Regions from separate parts of the Mus musculus genome. Here region 1 is linked to region 2. The links are chromatin contacts, called in public HiChIP or PLAC-seq maps. All regions are on one chromosome and are shown on one strand. Each heading gives the region's core, a stretch centred on a gene start, on an enhancer-like site or on the middle of the called end of the contact. The rest is flanking DNA. Distances are from core to core; before and after follow the strand shown.

What was found. HiChIP or PLAC-seq counts read pairs in DNA pulled down with a chosen protein or histone mark.
Region 1: an H3K4me3 HiChIP or PLAC-seq map of bone marrow-derived macrophages shows a contact between it and region 2, with 3 times the contacts expected there. The contact joins the promoter of Ptms here to the enhancer-like site in region 2. A contact is called at or near these places in 13 of 39 promoter capture datasets (the 3T3-L1 cell line, 3T3-L1-derived adipocytes, the C10 cell line and 9 more), 5 of 15 datasets of contacts at CTCF or cohesin (CD8 T cells, the NIH/3T3 cell line, hippocampal excitatory neurons and 2 more), 114 of 484 Hi-C or Micro-C datasets (the AML12 cell line, B cells, B-cell progenitors and 67 more), 41 of 115 datasets of contacts at active chromatin or transcription factors (the 230-238 cell line, CD4 single positive thymocytes, the HPC-7 cell line and 28 more) and 4 of 9 other capture datasets (adipose tissue, bone marrow-derived macrophages, liver and 1 more).

The regions. Positions count from the first base shown.
Region 1 is chr6:124,916,669-124,919,491 of GRCm38.p6, forward strand. It overlaps Ptms (parathymosin), which reads right to left and starts at 1,278. Exons shown (of 5, transcript NM_026988.2): 1 at 892-1,278. The coding sequence starts at 936. A230083G16Rik (RIKEN cDNA A230083G16 gene) reads left to right here and starts at 195. Exons shown (of 2, transcript NR_152158.1): 1 at 195-514.
Region 2 is chr6:124,872,953-124,876,186 of GRCm38.p6, forward strand. It overlaps Cd4 (CD4 antigen), which reads right to left. Exons shown (of 10, transcript NM_013488.3): 4 at 17-178. Among named protein-coding and RNA genes, the nearest start is that of Gpr162, 11 kb to the left of the region's middle. Within about 2 kb of position 1,594, at least 8 of the 459 cell types and tissues checked have an H3K27ac peak or open chromatin away from gene starts, as enhancers often do. A contact at or near this core is called in bone marrow-derived macrophages and microglia, where this site is marked.

The DNA.
Region 1 (2,823 bases), core at 28-2,527, 43 kb after region 2:
AGCTCCCTCCTTCCACTTGGACCTCGAGAACTATACTGCGCCCCCCCCCCCAAAAAAAAAAGACTGGGCTCCCAGCCCCCAAGCCTGGCCGCATTAATTTCCCTAAGCGGCACTCCGCAGTTTCCCTGGGGAAATTAGAGGAAGGCTGAAAGAGAGACAAGGGCAAAGGGATGAGGCCGGGAAAGGCAGCTGCTGAGAGCAAAGATAGCTTGACGTATGGTCAGGCGATGCTGAGCTCCAGCTTTTTCGAAGGCTCGTTTCTCCGTCTTTCTGATTTTTAGAAATTCAACATGAGGGGAGGCGATAATGGAAAAAAAATGGAAATCGGTAGTAGAGGAAGAACAAATGAAGATGGGCAAAAAATTTTTTTAAAAATTAAAAAGGGGGGGTGGAGAGGAGCAGCCCTTCAGGGACGAGGACAGACGGTCGGGCGGCAAGGGGAGGAGCCGAGGAGTAGCCTCCCGGGAGAGTCCTGTTTACACTTGAGGATCCCAAACCGCTTAGCAGAGGAAAGGTGAGGTCATAGTGGCAAGAGACCTGGGGGCTCGGCTCGGACATGGGGCCCGGGAAGCTAGAGGCGCCGCTCTCCGACGAGAAGGCGGACCGGGCAGAGGCGGGCGCGGCAGGCAGGGCACGAGAGGGGTGGGGATGGCGGGGCCGGGCGCAGGCCGGGCGGTGAGGCCCGAGCCACGGCGCGCTGGGCCGCTAGAGGGCGCCGGTGGTGCCGAGCGGGATAGGCAGCGCCGGGCTCCGAGCGGGGGGAGGGCGCAGCGGGGTCCGCGGGGACCGGGCGCCAGGGCCGCTCGGGGCCGTCGGGGGCGACCGGGCGCGAAGGACCGCGCCGATCCCGGGGCCGCCCGGGTGCCGCGCCGCCGCCGCCCCTGCCCGTACCTTGGCACTCAGCTCGGCCGCTGCCTCCACGCTCTTCTCCGACATGGTGCCGGGGCCGGGGCTGGCAGGGAGCCGGGGTCCCGGGGCCGAGGCGGAGGAGCCCTGGACGGCGGAGGGTGGCCGCGGCCGGAACTTGGCGCGGTGGCGGCGGCGGCAGCGGCAGCGACGGCCGCTCGGCAAGCTGGCTCGCTGCAAGAGGCGGCAGAGGCGCGCGGGGTGGGGCGGGGGTGGGTCCCGAGCAGAGACCCGCAGGGCTGCGGCCGTCCGGAGGGCGGGCGGGCGGGCAGGCGGGAGGACGATGCGGGCGGTGGCCGGCGCGCTCCGGTCGCGGTCGCTCGGTCTTGCTCGCCGCCCCCGCACCAGCAGAGCTGCCGCCGACCAGCCGCTGCCGCCCCCGGGAAGGGAACCCGCTTTTAAGGCGGCGCTGCCCGACGGGAGGGGCTTCCCAGGGGTGGGGCAGGCGAGAGCGGGGAGGAGAGGAGAGGGGAGGGGGATGAAAGAGGAGGTTGGAGAGGTGGGGATAGGAGGATGAAAGCGAAGGGCGGGAGAGCGAGCGGGACAGGAGGAAGGACGAGACCGGGCGGGGGAATGGAGAGACTGACGGTTCGGGAGCGAGCGGAGTGGGGCGAGGAGGTGGGAAGGGGTGGGGTTCCTGCGGGGAGACACCGCTCCAAATGCCAGCCTACTGCCTGCAAGCTGGAGTCTGGCTCCTGGGGGCGGACTGGCCAGACTCCTGCTGACCTCCTCCTTTTAGCCCTGGGATTTTGCTAAAGTGGGGGTGCAGGGAGTGGGGCTGTAGATGTAGAGGCTGGGCAGGTATTTGAGAAACCAAAAGCTGAAAGGAGAGGAAGAAGGCTGCAGAGCCACTTCCATTTCTCGCTCCTGTCCGCCTTCTCTAGGTGGCCTTGAGGAGGAAAGTGAGAGTACAAAGGACAGCCTGGGCCTCTCGGCTGGACTTGACATTTGTGGTCCTTGTCGGGTTCCTTCCAGTCTGTTTCGGGGGATGTGAGGGGCCCTCTGATGTTCTCGTCTGCCTCTTTATTCTTCTCTCCTCTTACCTGTCTCACCTCACTTAATTGCCTGGTTCTTGTGTTTCTCTTCACCTCTTCATTCATATAGACCGAGACCCCTCCCTTACAACCATCTACATCTCTTATGTCTCAATTTACTTTGCTCCAGATAACACTGTTTTCTTACCTGATTATCACCTGGCCCTATAAACTTAGCTAATTTTCAACTCTTTCCGATTGTCCTTGTACATTTTCCCTCTCGTAGCTCTTCTCTGTCTTCCCCCCAGTCTTTCTGAATTCAATTGTCCTTTGCACACACGGGCCCAGATACGGGGTTCCTTGTCCTCAGCGCCTCACCCCTAGGTTCAGAATCTTTAGATAATTTTTTGAGAACCCTAAGATTCAGAAAGAGACGGGCTGGCCTGTCAGTCTGAGGCCCGAACGGTGGATGAAGAAGAAGGCTGGGCTTTGGGAAAAGATTGTCTTTGGGGTGTGTGTGTGTGTGTGTGTGTGTGTGTGTGTGTGTGTGTGTGTGTGATCTGTCATTATTACCCCTCACCTTTTCCTAATCATTTTTATTTCCTTAATAAAAAACATCACCTTTAGCCAGATGACCTATTCAGCACTTGGGAAGCTGAGGCAGGAGGATTGCCATTAGTTTGAGGGCATCCTGAGCAATACATCTTGCCCCTTCCCGACCCCCCCCCCCAATTAGAAAAAAAGGGAAGCCATTGTTGGTCTTCCATCATCATTTAGCATGTGAGCGTGTCAACACACCATCGTTTGATCTCTCATACACATCTCCTGGTTTCTCTGACTCTTAATTCAGTTTCTTCGTCTCATAAATCTTTGCGCCCCACCCTGGTTTTTCCTGGCAGGGTTCGGTCCACCTTTTCTCTGAGATCTCTCCATTTCCCCTTTT
Region 2 (3,234 bases), core at 344-2,843:
AGACTGCCCGACTCACCTTTGAACACCCACAACTCCACCTCCTCTTTCCTGTTCTCCAGCTCACAGATATAAGTCTGAGAGTCTTCCATCTTAAGTTTATTGATGATGAGAGGAAACGATCCTTTCTCCCATGCCCCTTTTTTGGAATCAAAACGATCAAACTGCGAAGGCGAACCTCCTGCAAATCGAAGCCATACAAAAGAAGTTGAGGTGCCCTGGCACCTCTGCTGAAAAGAGTGCCCACAACTCTGCTGGTCTGAGTTGGCAGTCTTTAATTCACCCTCATGAAGGACTCTGAACTGATGAGAAGGCCCACCAATGTCTATTTACATGGTGGGAACAGTATCCCACTAGCTCAAAAATACCATAAGATACTCTGCTGATTTGGGGAGCAACCACTCTTACAAACTGAACACTGTACATACCATCTACCATGATCTTCACAATAATTCCTGAGAATACAGACTGTTTGGCAGATATGGACGCTATCACTCAGGGTTGAGACAATGGCTCGAATTCATACATCTTAGTAATTTGTCCCATGAATTAGAACTATTAATGACCATTCAGAACTAAATGCCTTCCCCAGAGGATGGTAAAGTAAATAATACTTCAATCTTGTGTGGTGGTGTATACCTCTAATCTCAGTCAGGCCTCAGGAGGTTGAAGAAAGAAGATTTGAGAGTTCAAGGCCAGTTTGGGCTACAAAACTTACCTGACACCTCAGTGAGTAAACACTTTCAACCTGGTGACCTTAGCTCAATTCCCAGGACCTTTGTAGAAACAAACTCCCACAAATTGTCCCCTGACAACCTCTACCCCATAATGACTTTTTTTGTTTTGTTTTCTATTTTTGTGTTGTTGTTGTTTGCTTGTTTGTTTTGTTTTTCCAGACAGGGTTTCTCTATGTTGTGCTGGCTGTCATGGAACTGGCTTTGTAGACCAGGCTGGCCTTAAACTCAGGGCTCCCTCCCCCCGCCCCTGCCACATCCCTTTTCTACCTATACACTTTTGACATCTGTAAGAGGTGGAGCTTAAAGTTTGAGTCCCGTATGTACACTCTGCAATGCTGTCTCTGGAAAGCTCCTTCAGCATGAATTCGGGCTCTGTTTTTTCCTTCCCTCCTTTCTCCTCCCATCCTCCTCATTCATGCTAGAGACTGATCCCAAGGGCTCACACTTATTAAGGAGGCTGTATGTCGGAACTACACCGTCTCCATACCTCCTGGTCTGGTCTCTGTCTTATGTTCTTTTCCTATTGCTATGATAAAACACCCTGACAAAGGCAACCTAAGAGAGGGAATTTCGAGGTTCCAGGGTCCAGTCCATCATGGCTCAACCCAAGACAACAGGAGTTAAAGCAGCTGATCTTATCCTATGCACCAGCAGGAGGCAGAGTATGGTGAACTGATTCTTGCACTCAGCTGGGGTCTTGTTTTTTGTTTTTGTTTTCTGATTTTTGGTGTTTGGATTTTTTTTTTCCTGTTCCCACAGTGGGCTGGTTCCTCCACCAGAACCTGATCAAGAGAAGCCCTCACAGTCATGCCCAGAGGCTAAAAAGTCTCCCCATTCCCTGGGACCGATCTCTGAGGTGGTTTCAGTTCCTGTCAAACTGATTACAAGAGGAAATTCCTCTTTCAGCTCCCTGTGTGCAGTGGCAGCTCCATAATCCATTTCTCCGTTCTTCTCACAACTGACCAGACTTGGAGGAGTAGCTTACTCAGATTCTCTCCCTCTCCTTCTCCCTCCACCCTTTCCCCTCCCCCTCCCTCCATCCTCTCCCTGCCCACCCCGCCTCTGTGTGTGTGTGTGTGTGTGTGTGTGTGTGTGTGTGTGTTTCTCTCCTTCCACTGTGTGGGGCTCAGGGATCAAATGGATCGAATCCAGGCCACCAGACTTGGTGGGACGTGCCCTTACCTGCTGACCGGTCTCACCCCCTTTCACCCTTTCTTTCTCCCCTTCACACCTTAGTTCCCTTTGCTGGTCTTGACCTCAGACTATTGTCTGGTGTTGCCCTAACTATCTTCTGCTCTGCTTCCCTGTTTCTACATCCATTCTGACTTCCCCTAAATAGCTCCATCATTCACTGCAGATGAGATTCCCAGCCCAGCCTTCTGCTCGCCTCTAGGCTTGTGTTTCCTGTAGCCCAAGGAATAGTTAGCTGTGTTTCAACAACCTCCACCACACCAGAGTAACCTGTTCAAAGTAATGCGTATCGCCTCTCTCCTAAAATAAGCCCTCCTGCTTGCCTTCCTGATGAAGAAAATCATGATGCGATTGTCTATGATGCCCTGTAATCTGAAAACTCGATTCAAAAGAGTATAGGGTATCTAAGAGAATGGGCAAATCTGAGACAAATTGCTGGAGGAGAGCAGTGTTGGACTAAGTCTTAAAAGCCTGGCTGAAGAATGTAGCTCAGTGGTAGAGAACTTGACTAGTAGACATGAGGTCTTGGGTTCAGCCTCTATCCCACCACCACCAAAAGTGAGTATGATGGGGTGGGGTGGGGTGGGGTGCGACTTCAGTGTAACCTGCACAAAGGCAGAAGCAGAGAGCTGAGTTCAAAAGCTGTCCTCTGAACACACTCACTCACTGGAGGGATAATAATAAGTCTTTTTTTTTTCTTTTTTTTTTTCTTTTTTCAGTTTTTCCAGACAGGGTTTCTCTGTGCAGCCCTGGCTGTCCTGGAACTCACTCTGTAGACCAGGCTGGCCTCCAACTCAAAAGTTTACCTGCCTCTGCCTGACTGCTCTGATTAAAGGCGTGCACCACCACCACCTAGCATAAATAATACGTTTTTAAAAGATTTCTTTTGCATGTATGAGTGTTTTGACAACACGTATGTATATGTGCCCGGTTCCCATGTTAACCAAAGGAGGTATCATTTCCCCTAGCACAGGTCTTACAGATGGTTGGGAGCCTCTCTCAATGAGTGCTGGGAACCAAACCCAGGTCCCCTGCAGGAGAACGTGCTCTTATCCACTCAGCTGCCCCTCCAGCCCAATAATAAATAAAGTTATTTTTAAGAAGGAAAATATAGGCTGGCTGGGGTGTGGTTCACAGTAGAGCGCTTGCCTCTTTTCAGTTTCTAACGTGGGAAGAAAAAAAGTTTTCAAGTGTGTGTGTGTGTGTTATGTGTGCACATGAGTGTGTAGGTGCCTAATGGAGGGCATCAGATATTCTGCTATGTCACTCTCCACCTTATTTCTTTGGAGTTGGTATGGTGGTGAGCAAA